Regions from separate parts of the Mus musculus genome. Here all the other regions are linked to region 1. The links are chromatin contacts, called in public Hi-C and HiChIP or PLAC-seq maps. All regions are on one chromosome and are shown on one strand. The core of a region is the stretch at or near the end of the contact, and the rest is flanking DNA. Distances in the headings are between cores, read along the strand shown.

What was found. A called contact is a pair of places that touch in the nucleus more often than the background predicts. HiChIP or PLAC-seq counts read pairs in DNA pulled down with a chosen protein or histone mark.
Region 2: a contact with region 1 is called in a Hi-C map of LSK cells, with 5 times the contacts expected there. The contact joins the promoter of Plaa here to the promoter of Hook1 in region 1. A contact is called at or near these places in 3 of 39 promoter capture datasets (cranial neural crest, embryonic stem cells and maxillary cranial neural crest), 5 of 484 Hi-C or Micro-C datasets (CD4 T cells, CD8 T cells, LSK cells and 2 more) and 12 of 115 datasets of contacts at active chromatin or transcription factors (the 230-238 cell line, DN3 thymocytes, astrocytes and 9 more).
Region 3: a contact with region 1 is called in an H3K27ac HiChIP or PLAC-seq map of embryonic stem cells, with 6 times the contacts expected there. The contact joins the enhancer-like site here to the promoter of Hook1 in region 1. A contact is called at or near these places in 4 of 39 promoter capture datasets (the C10 cell line, cranial neural crest, embryonic stem cells and 1 more), 1 of 484 Hi-C or Micro-C datasets (bone marrow-derived macrophages), 2 of 115 datasets of contacts at active chromatin or transcription factors (embryonic stem cells and large pre-B cells) and 1 of 9 other capture datasets (adipose tissue).

The regions. Positions count from the first base shown.
Region 1 is chr4:95,965,133-95,969,633 of GRCm38.p6, reverse strand. Hook1 (hook microtubule tethering protein 1) reads right to left here and starts at 2,255. Exons shown (of 22, transcript NM_030014.2): 1 at 2,078-2,255. The coding sequence starts at 2,140. It overlaps 9530080O11Rik (RIKEN cDNA 9530080O11 gene), which reads left to right and starts at 1,979. Exons shown (of 2, transcript NR_045776.1): 1 at 1,979-2,510.
Region 2 is chr4:94,600,534-94,605,034 of GRCm38.p6, reverse strand. It overlaps Plaa (phospholipase A2, activating protein), which reads left to right and starts at 1,788. Exons shown (of 14, transcript NM_172695.2): 1 at 1,788-2,158. The coding sequence starts at 2,010. It also overlaps a transcript of Ift74 not described here.
Region 3 is chr4:94,673,030-94,677,530 of GRCm38.p6, reverse strand. All of the region lies in intron 13 of Ift74 (intraflagellar transport 74), which reads right to left. Among named protein-coding and RNA genes, the nearest start is that of Mir872, 10 kb to the right of the region's middle. Within about 2 kb of position 2,385, at least 9 of the 459 cell types and tissues checked have an H3K27ac peak or open chromatin away from gene starts, as enhancers often do. A contact at or near this core is called in embryonic stem cells, where this site is marked.

The DNA.
Region 1 (4,501 bases), core at 1,006-3,505:
AACCAAGAAGAGGGGCAACATTTGGAATGTAAATAGATAAACTAATTTATTTTTTTTTAAAAGTAAAGGAATTAAAATATAATGGGCTGAGCAGTGAAAGGAAAAAGTATAAAGGTGTGGGGGTTGTAACTTTACTGGGAAAGAGGAAGCATTACAGCATGGAATAACTAGAGTGGTGCCTTAGTTATTTTTAAAATAGTAAAAGGTTAAATGAAAGCATATGAAGGAAATGGCTAATTGAATCACGCTGTAAACAGCAGTGCCTGCTGTCACAAGAATGTACTCCCAGCCGCTTGGGAGGTGTAAGAAGTCTCACACGTCTACCAGCCATATTGAATTCAGGCTAAGATTTCTGGAAATCTTAGACTGTGTCTTGACTTAAGTAAAAAGGAGGTTGAGGACACAGCTCCATCAGAAGAGCACATGCAGAGATCCCTTGTTTAGTTGGGGGTCAGGGTTAGACAGATTCAACAGCAAAAAGAAAATAAATGGCAGAACAATGCTCTAAAAGAGTTAGAAGGAACAGAGTTTAAAGGAAGACCCAAAGCTGAGGAGGTGGTATTGTGCCTGAAAGTCAAAATTCGGTTCCAAGAAGAGCCAAGCAGGGCATCAATGAAGCGTCCTAAAAAGAATCAGAACCACCATGTCCTTCCCCATCACCAAGCTGGACAGTGTCAGGGAGAACAGTGCATCTACCGCCATGATTAGAAGCAATAACTGATTTTCAGCCATTCAATTTTCTCCAGTGTACAACAGCCTGGGAGATCACTGCAGGAGCCAATTAGCAAGAGCTAACCAACCACCCTCTCACCCTCTATTGTCTATGAATCCTTATCTGGTTCATTCTCTCTCTCTCTGTGTGTCTCTCCCTCTCTCTCTCTGTTTCTCTCTCTCTCTTTCTCTCTCTCTCTCTAGATCTTGGGGAACTTTGCCTTTCATTGTAATGATACACAACTCTGCTAGTTAAACTAATTCCTGTGAGGCCAGCACAAAGTAGGAAGTCAAAATACTGCTTTAAGAAAGGATATGGTCATAGCACTTGGAAATATTGCAGTATAGTTTAAGAAACTCTTGAACTCCATGTGACCTCATAGGGAAGTCAGTGACATCATAAAGAACCCAGTTTACCATCTCAGTCAGATGATCAGAGCACAAAATTGCAGACCTGAATACACCCTATGATTAGACATTTGTTTTTAAACAAATGGGATCATTAAAGTAATACTGCCTTCTTTCCTAACAATCTTAAATACAATATCTAAACCTAAATAGTAATTTAAATAAACATGCAGGTCTACAGTGAGCTAAACGCTTTAACCCTGAGATCCTAACTACATTCTACTTAAAACATGTTATCAAAGTCTAAAGTGCAAAAGTGACTACAAATTTCAAACACTCATAGAGATCTTCCCTATTTGTCCTTTGGATTTGCTAGTATTAGAAGATGGCCAGTCAATCTCTTGGAGGATGTAATCCTCCTGATCCAGTCTACTTACATTCCAATCAGACTCTCTTCACAATTATACAACTGAGTTGAGCCATCAGCGCTATCAACACCCAACTGTAGGGCATCAAACACTATCCTAGCACAATAAAGGCCTAGAAATCACACCTGGACGGCAGTTCTGTCATATCTAGGAAATTCCAACAGGTTAGAAACCATTTGGCTCACCGGAATACTGGGAAAAAATGAGGACTGAGGCAATCTGCGCTAAAAAAATCCTGCACATGGATCAAGCGTAAACAAAAAAAGCCAATTCTTTTTTACTTTAAAAAAAGAAAGGTATTAAGATGGGAAGGGGAGGAAGAGGGGGAAAAAATGAAAAAGAGCTCCCACATCAAAGGTAATTTGGCCATCTCTCTCAGCTGTGTCTACACCGCCATGGGTGCTGTGTGGGCCCAAAAGGACAGCAATCTGGGAACCGAGGCTGCCAGCGCCTCCTGGTCACCTGTGCGAGGCGGAGCTCTCAGAGGCTGGGACGGAAGGGTTGCGGAGGAGGTGTACGTGGCAGCCGGAGGCTCCGTGCTCCGCTCGCCCCGCAGGTGGCCTCGCTGGCAAGCGTGGAACTACACTCACCCAGATGATGAGGCTGTCACACAGCGGCAGCTCGGACTGTGGCAGCGGCTGCGGGTCCTCCATGGTCCGAGAACCTCGACGCCGCGCTCACAGCGACGGACGCGCCTCCGACCGGGCCCGCGTCAACGACCTCCGCGCCCGCCACTGGAGCTCGGCGGCCAGGCCTGGCGCCCGCGCCACTCACGCGCGAAGCCTCACGGCGCAGACGTCGCGGCGCGACCGCCCCCTCGCCCACCGCGTCTGTCCCGCGTCCCGGCACCTGAGCCGGCCCCGCCCGCCGATCGCACACCGCACGCTGAGTGACCTCTGCGAGCACCAGTCACAAAGAAGCTGGGCACCAGCGAGGCCGGCAGGGCGGGAGGAGCGGGAATAGGTCGCACAGGAGGGCTGCTGATTGGACGCGCTCCAGAGACTCTTGGCCAATCAAGGAGGGGTAAGCCCGGACCGCCAGGCGAAGCGGGTGTGGGTGGGCGGAGGTTTATGACCTGGCAGGTGCAATGAGGGCGGGGCTGGGGGTAGGAAGGAGAGCGCGCCTGCGCGAGCTAGAGTGGCCAAAGGTAGTGGAGGGCTCAGAGGCCAACCTTCCATTTCTCCTGGTTAGCACTAGTACAGACCCACTCTCAGCCTCCAGCCTCTTCTCATTCCCCACCACAGTGCTCAGGAATTGAAACCCCCAAAGCAAGAGGAACCACGTGACCAAGAAACGTGTTTCCTAAGGAAAAAACAGACCTCCATGCTGCCTAAGTCAAAGAAGCCCTCACAGAATCACAGGTTGTGGCTGATTTCATTTTAAATGGGGCAAAGGGGAAGGCCGTTTTTAGATAGCAAAATTAAATAGTGTTCAAAAAGCATAGGCTGTATCTGTGTACCCTACCTGCTCGTTTCTATGTTAAAAAATAATAATAATGATGTGTCCACTGAGGATGTTGGTGGCATGGTCCATAAAATCTGGAAAGTGGCAATCCAACATGATAAATTGTGTCATTATTGGAAGGGGCTACAATATTATTCTAACTCTTGGTTCTCACCACTTCACTCATTCATTAATCCATCAATTCATACTCTGTATTAAGAGGCAGCTGGTTCGCTTAACTCTCTGTGATTTTTATATTTAAACGTTGAGCAAAACTGTTGGACAATAAATTATAAACCCCCTGTTATAAATCAGTTTCATTTTAAAAATACAGTGAGGGCATTTTCGACGCAACCTCACAATTTTGCTAAAGTGTATTCTAGACACAATAAATACTAATGAAACTTCATGAAAACTATAGGCCTAAAGAATTGAAGAGTCGGTATTGTGACTCTCTCCCAACCCCCGCCCTCCCCCCCCCCCACCACCACCCGCGTTGCTCTCAATGTTACGGGTAGAGACCACAGCCTCTACATTTCTAAAGATATCTCTGGCTAAAATATAAGCACATATTATGAAAATAATGTAAGTTGGGAATTGTAAACTTTGCAATGTGAATTACTATAACCACACACTCTTTAAAGCACGTTTATCACTGAGACCCACAGATAAGTGACCTACTAAAATTTCAATTCTTTCCAATTTGAAAAGTTAGAAAATCACATTACTGAAAAACAGCAAAAAAAAAAAAAAAAAGACTAATTCTGACAAGTGTGAAATGAATATAAATCTAAAGCAAAAATTCAAGGGAAGTTTGGCATATTTATTGGGAAAATTTAAAGATACATTTTTATTTTTATTCCTGTGTGTCTGCAACATGTGTGCAGGTTCCCTTGAAGGCCAGAAGAGGGCATCAAATCCTTTGGAGCTGGACTTACAGGCAGTTTTGTGTAGCCTACTTTAGGGACTAGGAACAGAACTCTGGTCCTTTGTAAGAATAGCAGTCCCCTTAACTTTGAGCCATCTCTCCAACTCCAAAGAACTTTACATTAACCATATTATCTAAACCCATAATTCCATTTTTGGAATAATTCTATACTTCCATTTGTGAAATCATCACAAATTCAGTCACAGAAATTACTGAAGTAACATATTGCAAATCAATTACAAGTATTGATTGATCAATTATATGTTCAACGTTAATCAATGACAAGTAATAGTTAATTACTAGTCTAGTAAGCAAGACTATTATTAAAGAACCATATTTAATTAAAATAACAATGGAGAATATTTAGTAATAGAGAAAAGATCTCATGAATAAATTATTATAACTAATTTATATTAAATATAATTTTAGATATAAGAGAATCAACCATAAGACCACAACCATATAATTATGTATATATTTAATATATACATATTAAGCTATTATGTTTATATGTGAAATTATTATGTCCTATATGTTTTTATCTTTCTGTAGTTAGCATATAGTAATTTATGATGATAAAACAATAGAAGATACAGCTAATACACCATGAGCTATTATGTCGAGCTATCAACTTGGCATTAAT
Region 2 (4,501 bases), core at 539-3,038, 1.4 Mb after region 1:
AGAGTGAAATGTCCTAAGAAAATTTAATCTTGCAGAAATGATTGCTATACAAATATGTCACGACACCATGAACACTAAAGAGGCAATAATAAAACTGTATTAGTCTAAAGAGGAACTAGGAGGGTCCAGAAGATATACAGTATTGAACTGTGACAGATGGAGAAAAGATTACAGACTAATTGTGTGTGTATGTGTGTGTGCTTGTTGAGGGGTATGTGTATATGTGTGTGGTGTGTGTGATGTATGTAAATGGGTGTGTGGTATGTTAATTCGGGTGAGACATTTGTGGTGTATGGTCTGTTTGTGTGTGGGGGTGGGTGGGTGGTGTGTTTTCTTAAGATAGGAATTCTTCCTGTAGCCAGAATGACCTAGACCTCATTAGATAGGCTATGCTTCATTCTCATGATCCTCCTGCATCAGCCTCTCATAGCACTAGTTTTTGTTTGTTTTAGGAATCTAGAAACAACAACTTCAAACATGGTATGTTCAGAGAAAGATGGCAAATTCAATATGGCTGAGGCAGACACACACCTAAGGGAAAAGACCTTAGCAAAATAAATTAGGGAAATGGGGAAGGCCTTATACAACAGTGTATTCTCAAGAACGAAAAGCTGTTGGGGCTGGAGAGATTACTCAGTGGTTAAGAGCACTGGCTGCTCTTCCAGAGGTCCTGAATTCAATTTCCAGAAACCACATGGTGGTTCACAACCATCTGGAATGGGCACCCGATGCCACTTTCTGGTGTGTCTGAAGGCAGCGACAGTATACCTACATTCATGAAATAAATCGACATAAAAAAATAAATAACGAAAAGCTATTGGGGTTACCGAACAAAGTGGAATAATACATTTCAGAGCTAAAGTCAAGAGAAACACACACACACACAGAGGAATAGTGATTTCAAGCCTAGAATGAAAGTTTTAAGAAGAGTGAAGAAAAACACACAAATTGGATTTGGCAACTTAACAAAGGTTTGTGGTGTGATGGATGCCGTGCTACAATACGGAAAGCTAACTTTACTACAATGTAGACTGACAATCTCAATGCAATGTAGTGAGACTCCTACCTACACCATCGGGGTTTGGCTAAAAATATATATTCTCACCTGTAATTTCAGAGTTCAGAGACTGGAGCAAGGAACCACGAGTTTTAGGCTAGCCCGAGCTACCGTAAGACCTTTTAAATAATTAAAGGCATTTTCTGCTTCACCTTAGACCTTCTGCGCCAAACCTCGGGCAAACAGTGGTCACGTTAGGGGAGAATGGGCACCCGATCATTCTGCAAAATCTGGTATTATAGGGGGTAGCTTGAGGTGAAGGCAAGTTCATTAAAAGTTCCCACTTTGGCTTCAGATTCAGTCATCTTAAATGAAAAAAAAAACAATTAACTGATGAAAATCTTGGGAGACTCTCCAGAATCAAGCAGAAAATGGGCAAACAAATCGTGGCGTAAGGCAAACAAGCAATTTTGCTCTACTACTCAGAGTAGTCAAACGAGCACCTAGATTTAAAACATCCGGATTCAGCGCGCCGGCGAGTCACTCGGGACGCTCGGCATTGTGGGATTTGTAGTTCCGATTTACCCTCCTCCAACTACTACAGATTTTCGGTTGTTCTCTGAAATGGACCGGGTTCCGACCGGACCCAGACCTCCGGCGCCTACGCAGAATTTCCTGATCTCACCGTCCCTTCTTCGGCCGGCGATCCAGGGCGCAGAAGGATAGAGGGCCCGGTCCGTGATGCTCAGCAGCCCGACGCACACACTCTGCGTCACCGCGGGCCGCGGCGGATGATGAATTCCGGCGTGTGTGTTAGGGTTGCTGTGTCACTCAGGCGGCTCGGCGCGCCCCTTCCCCCGCGGTCCTTCCGCACCGGCTGACTGGCTCTTCCGGTCTCCGGCGCCCCTCTCCTGCAGGCGGGTCTCGGGCCGCAGCCTGGCGCACGCCGGCTCGGGCCTGTGGACGAGTCTCGCGCTGTGCCCGGGGGCCGGGCTCCGGATCCACGCTGGCCATGGCGAGCGGCGCCTCCAGATACCGGCTGAGCTGCTCGCTCCCGGGCCACGAACTGGACGTGAGGGGCCTGGTGTGCTGCCTCTACCCGCCGGGAGCCTTTGTGTCTGTGTCCCGGGATCGGACCACCCGCCTCTGGGCTCCAGACAGGTGAGCGCTGCTAGTCCCGCCGCCCGCGGGTGGACCACAGGCTTGCAGACACGTGGGAGGAGTGACCCTCCTTCCCTGCCCTGAATCTCTCCCTCTTCCTGGTGTCCGCGCTGCTCCTGCCTCCCTGCCGAGTCCCGAGCTTTGGCTTTTCGGGCGCTGTCTGTGAAACCGACAAGATTTCGGGGGAATGAGTATGGATAGGATTGGAGGACCTGGCTGGCTGTCCTAACTTGACCACTAACGGGCGACTTGACCTTGGACGAGCATCTTAAAACACCTTAAGGGCCTTCAGCTTTGGCAGATAACCCCTTAGGTTTCTTTTAGTCTTTAGTATTTATTGCTGCTTGCGCCCTCCCAGTTTCGGCTCGATGAAAACTTCTGGCTTGCCCCTCGGGCTCCGATCTTAGGAGTTGCTCTGTAGTCATCCCTCAGATTTAAATTTTTGAAGACTATAATTCTCAGTAATTGCTTTACAGAGAATTACACATGGTGTCCTCTCTTGGTTGTCCAAGTTATAGTCTGTTTGGGGAGGAGAGGATGAACCTCCTCAAATGTTATCGTTGTGTAGGAATGTTCTGTTTTTTCGAGGAGGAAAAATTATCATTGCTTTGAAGTTCTGCCTTCAATTCCCCCCCACCCACCCACCCACCCACCCACACACACTCCACCACCACCAAAAATAAATAAATAAATAAAATAACCAAAAAGTTAAAATCCAGCCCAAATCAATATCAGAGGTTGCGTTTAAAGCCCTGATTAGTCGAAAATTTTATGACAGCAAACAGGCTAGTGATTTTGGGAAGGTAAATTGAATTTAGATGATGAGATACATATATATGTATTTCCTGGGGAGAAAGACATCACTGACAGGAGGACAGGTGCTCTCTGTTTACAGAACTTTATTATATTCTCTCGTGAGAATATAGAGTTAGACCGGAAAGATATTAGTAGGAACCTTTTTTTTTTCTTGGAGGTGTTTCTCCTGTGTGTGTGTTGAAGCGGATATCTCTTATTAGATTGAGTAAGCTGATCTTGAAGGGTGGACTGGGGGAACTTTAAAGTGGAAAAACTGTAGTTGGAGAGCTACGTTCCAGAGAGGCAGAAGACATAGTATGCCGTGAGTGCAGGTCCTGAAGGCTAGCAGAAGCCAGGTTGTAGTGTTTATATGGAAAAACACTTGAATTGGGGACTGGAGAGTTGTCTCAGCCGTTAAGAGCACTGACTGCTCTTCCAAAGGTCCTGAGTTCAAATCCCAGCAAACCACAAGGTGGCTCACAACCATCCGTAATGAGATCTGATGCCCTCTTCTGGGCTGTCTGAGGATAGCTACAGGGTACTTACATATAATAAATAAATAAATCTTAAAAAAAAAGAATAAAGAAAAGTCTAAAGGCAAAGCATGGAAGTAGATTTGTTTGATGGCTTTTGCAGTGCAGCCACTGGAGGATGGTAGAGTAGAGTAAGAATGTTCAAGAGCCAACCGCTGTGTTGAATTGGATATGGCCTCACATAGTCTCTTCCAACTATTCAGAGTCTAATATCCTAAACCGCTTAATAAAACTAGGAATAATTATAATTATTGGTGAAAATTGTACCTCTAAAACAGTCCTTGTTCTCATTAAATAAACTTCAGAAATATTGGGGTATAGCACGTAGCTCACTGCTTGGCCTACGTAAGACCCTAAATTCAGTGGCCAACAAATGAAACTAAGTCCAGTAGAAGCATATATCTTTCTAAAAGGATGAAAACATTGGTTTAAGGAGTACCTATTCTAAAGGATGCCTGTTTTTGTAGTTGATGAACCAAGAGAGTGGTGGGAGAATTTAGGAGGTAAAAAGATGGGTTTTAGGGTGGACTTAACAGCTAGATTTTAGCCAAAGTCCACTGAAAAAAACAAAAGGTACAGCTTAGCAGAGAAAACGTGGTCTTATGAACTAGACCAGCAGCCTGCTGTGGTTTCACACGGCTTCAGACCTCTCTAAACTGGCATCACACTAAATCTGACTCCATTACTCTGTCACAGACTTCTGGGTGCGAGAGATGAGGTATGGCTTCAGCATCTTTGTCTTTGTATTGATTGGCCTCTTGAAAGCTACCCATATTTGGAGATACAATTTAAAATTTATGACCTTACATTTTATCTTTCTTGACTCTGCTAGTTCGAAAGTGTCTCCCTCTGGTTAACACTGAGCACCTGGGATCCTAAATCAAGACGGTTCTATGGGGTTAGCTAGGAAAGCCAATTTCTTTTCTCTCCCATCCCAGATTTCCTTTTCTCAGAGGCAATGTTTTTATCTAACTGCTCATTTTGTGTTTTATTCCTATGTCAATGTAAATTGCAG
Region 3 (4,501 bases), core at 1,136-3,635, 1.3 Mb after region 1:
TTTAATGAATATGAAAGTCATGTCTAAACAGACAAAAATCCAAAGCTAGGAAGGACATCTGACCCAGTGGCCCCACAAAGGAGCCATCATTAGTTATGGTGGACTGTGATCACCGTGATAATGGGGTTTCACCATAGCAAACACTGAGCTATGGAAGTACAGAGACGTTCTCAATCTAAGATGCTGCAACTCCATGTACCTAGGGTATCAAGTAAAGAAAGCATACATATATGAGCTTGCTTCAACCCAGTTTCTTCAGGCCAATCAATCAGTCCCTCACTTCCTAGAAAGACTAAGCATGGAAAAAGATGGAAGGAATAAAGGCTAGGGGATTCCTAGTTAAAATCTGGCATTAAAAAGGACTTTTAAGAACAATAGCTAATAGGAGTGGAACAGGAGAAGAACAGCAGTCCAGACACCAGAACTCCAATAATCTGTGTTCTGTATTTTCCTATATGGTAGAGAACGTTTCACAGATCCGATTAAAGCATTAATAAATGTGGGCAAACAGTAGTGGTCAAGTCCCAGCAGGGAAGCATGGGAACACTGACTTGTGCTTGTGCATATGTATCATGTATAATATTGATTATTTCTACTCATCTTACAAGTGTATGTCTCACTTAGGAACAGTTAGATCATATGTAGACATATGACCTCAAATATTCAGATCACGTGATGGTAAATATCCAAATAGCAGCAGCAAACTGAGGAACCTCTGAACCTGCTGAGGCCTAGCTTACTAAAAAAGTCCTAGCTCCCTGAGCTGGCCACTCTTGAGACTAGTTAAGGCATTAAGGGATTACAGGGAAGGTCTGCATTTTAGGCTACTTAACAACTTCCCACTGTATCTTTCTTTCTCTAAACGAAGGAGAATCTCCTACACATGCATTCTGTTCATAGCTCATCTTTTCCTTTTCCTGCTCCAGAGATACTTCAGGGAGGCTTTCTCTTCTACTCCAGTAAGACTATTCCCAAGGAGATTTGGTGACCATTCATTATCCAACCCAAGGGCAGTTTCAGTTCTCTCACCCTGCAATACCTGCCACTGGTGATAAACCCTTTTTGACATATTTTCATGTATTGCTTCTGCACTGCATAGGTGAGATCCTCTCAATTCATTTTTTACATGTATTATTTTGTTCATGTGCGCATGTGTGTGCATTCAAGCATGCCACAACATACATGTAAAGGTAAAAAAACTACTTATGAGAACTGACTCTCTCTGTCTACCATGTGGTTTATGAGGATCAAACTTAGGATGCCAGACATGTGGGCAAGTATCTTTATCCCCTGAGTCTACTCTCTAGTCCTTCACTGACTTCTAAACCTGTACTATACCAATGACAATCTCATTCAGTCCTGTAACTTAAAAACACTTAATTGATGCCAAATTTTCCAATTCTTTCATCCAACTACTTACTAGATTGGGATTTAGATTCCCTTCTTGGGAAAGCATATCTGGCCAGCATGATTATATGGAACAGAGCTCCTGCATATCTCAAAGATTCCCAAACTTCAAAACAAATTCCTGATCACTCTTGAGACGAGACAAGTCAGAGCATTAGTAAACTGGTGTATGTTGTGATTTCTCAATAGAAAATTAGTTTCTGGAGCTGGAGAGATGGCTAAGGGGAGCTGGTTATGATGCTGCTCTAAAGAAAGATCAAACTTCCTAGTACTCAACACCAGAGTACTACCTAACTTAGAACTACCTAACTCCTAAGTTCCAGCATCTCTTCTAGACTCCATGGCACTGTGCACACTTGTGTGTATGTATACACACACACACACACACAGTCCATAACCGGTTTTGGTTTTTTTTGTTTTGTTTTTTTTGTTAATACAAACTATTGTTTTAGCTGACTTTGGGGTGACACCACATTAATTCATACTAAACTATTATTTTAGACCCCCTCTAACATTTTCATTCATTTAGAGTGTTGTGGATAGCCCTGGGGATAATTATATTTGATGCCAATTCTGTTGTCCGGTGAGGGGTTGTGAACAAGGAATGAGTCAGCACTCTGGTGATTTCTTGTAAACCTGCTTCCCACCTTAATTTGTAAAATAAAAGAGCAGAGGGAGGGAAAGTGAAGCGGAAAGGAAGAAAAGAAGGAAGAGAGAGAGAGAGAGAGAGAGAGAGGGAGAGGGAGAGGGAGAGGGAGAGGGAGAGGGAGAGGGAGGGAGGGAGAGAGGAAGGAGGAGGAAAAGCAGAGCAGAAGCATGTGGCCTAGAGAAACCCCAAGGTCTAAGGGGTCTCATAGCTGTGGAAGATGGTAGTGTAGCAGTAGATCTGCCTAACTGAGTGGCCTACAGAGAATGACAGAGAGGCTCACTCACCCAACTCCCAGAGAGCTACAGCCAAGAGCAGCACCTCAGCCTGGAACTGTAGGGAACACAACTGCCTGCGAGGCAGTTTTTGAGCAGACACAGTGAACTAATAGGGGCATCTATGCCTGAGAGAGCTTTTCTGTGTTCGCTTCTCCATATCCTTCGCTCCCCCCCCCTTGCCTCCCTCACCCTCATGTCTAGGACAGCCAGACTGGTTCTCCTGACTGCTTGTTTATGCTGCGGATTGCCTGAAATCAGCACACAAGCATACGCTGCCAGCTGCAACCCGAACTAGGGACACACATGACCACGCGGGTCTTTCTACACCCAGCCCCTTCGTATGCATAAAGAATCATGGAGATGAAGGTACAAAGGGCTCCAGACAAGGTAGTTTATTGACATAAAAACCTTTTGATACTTAAAGATGGGAAACAATACATATCTTTTCGACTTTACGTGATGATATTTTGAGTGGTTTGACAGGGATGGATTTAAAGGAAATAGACACCTTATCATTTATTGGTATTGCAATTTTTTTTTTCAAGACAGGGTTTCTCTGTATAGCCCTGGCTATCCTGGAACTCACTTTGTAGACCTTGAACTCAGAAATCTGCCTGCCTGTGCCTCCCTTTTTCTTCTCAGATGACTCTAGTTTGTGTCAAGTTGACTAAAAAATAACTAGCATGGTCTCCTAGCAAGGAAAGAATACCACTTTTGGCAGGAGACTCTCTAATTCTGTGGAGCTCATAGCTGTGGAAGATGGTAGTGTAGCGGTAGATCTGCCTAATCTAGGTGCACAGCATGTATTCATATTAATTGTGTCGTGTTTTCATTGCCAGGGCATATTTGGGAGGAGATTTATCGCAACATAGAGAGCCAAGGCAATTCCTATTTCAATTTCAGTTAGTGTGGATAGCTTGCTAAATTCCCTATTTTGAATTTAGACCCCCCCTCCCCCACCACACACCTACTTCTCTCATGCCAATGTAGCAGTAAGCAATAAATTCCTATTTCAAATACTTTTAAATTGCTATGTTGAGTACATAAAAATTAATGACTAACTTTTTACTTTTGGCTTCGTCCAACTAGCAAAATAGTTGAATTATAGTAGACATGTCCCTTTTCAGCAGGGAAACAACAGTACTTATAAGTACAAGGTGTACTTTAAAATATAGAGTGAGAAGCCTCTGAGTGACTAAGGCGGGGGGGGGGGGTACTGTGCATATACTAATTACTTATCTCAGTGCTGCCATAGAGATAGAATATATATATCTCAGTAGTGAGATACAATTTCTACATACTGCTTGAAGGCATACAAGAAGGGTACAGTCCATTCTGAAAGAAAGTCGTAACAACTGGTCTACAGTTTACAAGCAAACAAAGATGAATGCTGGTGTGTGGCTTTTTTTCTCCTTTATATTTACTGTAAGACCCCACCCTATAGAATGGTCCTATTCTTAGTTAATTCGAGTCTTCCCACCTCAACTTAATCCCTCATAGACACACCCCGAAAGCTTTTTGGATAGTTTTAGATATAGTCAACAGTCAATAGTGCCAGGCCAGAATGAGCTTGGTAAGAGTGCTTCAAAATACTAAAATCTCTAAATTGGTAAGAATTAAATTATTGCTCAAAAGGCCTCACTACCTATAAGAAAAAAAAAAAAAACTCTGTAGAAGTTTGTTTGAACAGAGTATTTATTTTAGATTCCATCTTAGTAGTGCGTGGCATGTACCAAATACAACATAAAGCCCTCAATGATTTTCCAAAGCAGTGGTTATCAAATATTAGTATGACTTTTTGCTAATATACAAAACACTGAGCACTATTCTCACAGTTTCAAACTGAAGTCTCAGGTAGTACCTCAGAATATGCATTTCAAGCTAGTTTCAGGTGTGTTAAGATATCACAACTCTAAGTTTTTTAAAAACAATCTTGCTAGGTCAATAACCACATTAAACAATGAACTGCTCTTTCTTGGATATATACACTGAGAATCCATAGAACAATGAGCTGCTCTTCCTTGGATATATACACTGAGAATCCATAGGCTAGGAATTCGAAGTGCCATTTCAACAAACACTTATAGGAAAATGTTTTCTATGAACTGTATCTTGGGTATTCCGAGCTTTTGGACTAATATCCACTTCTCAGTAAGTGCCTATCATGTGT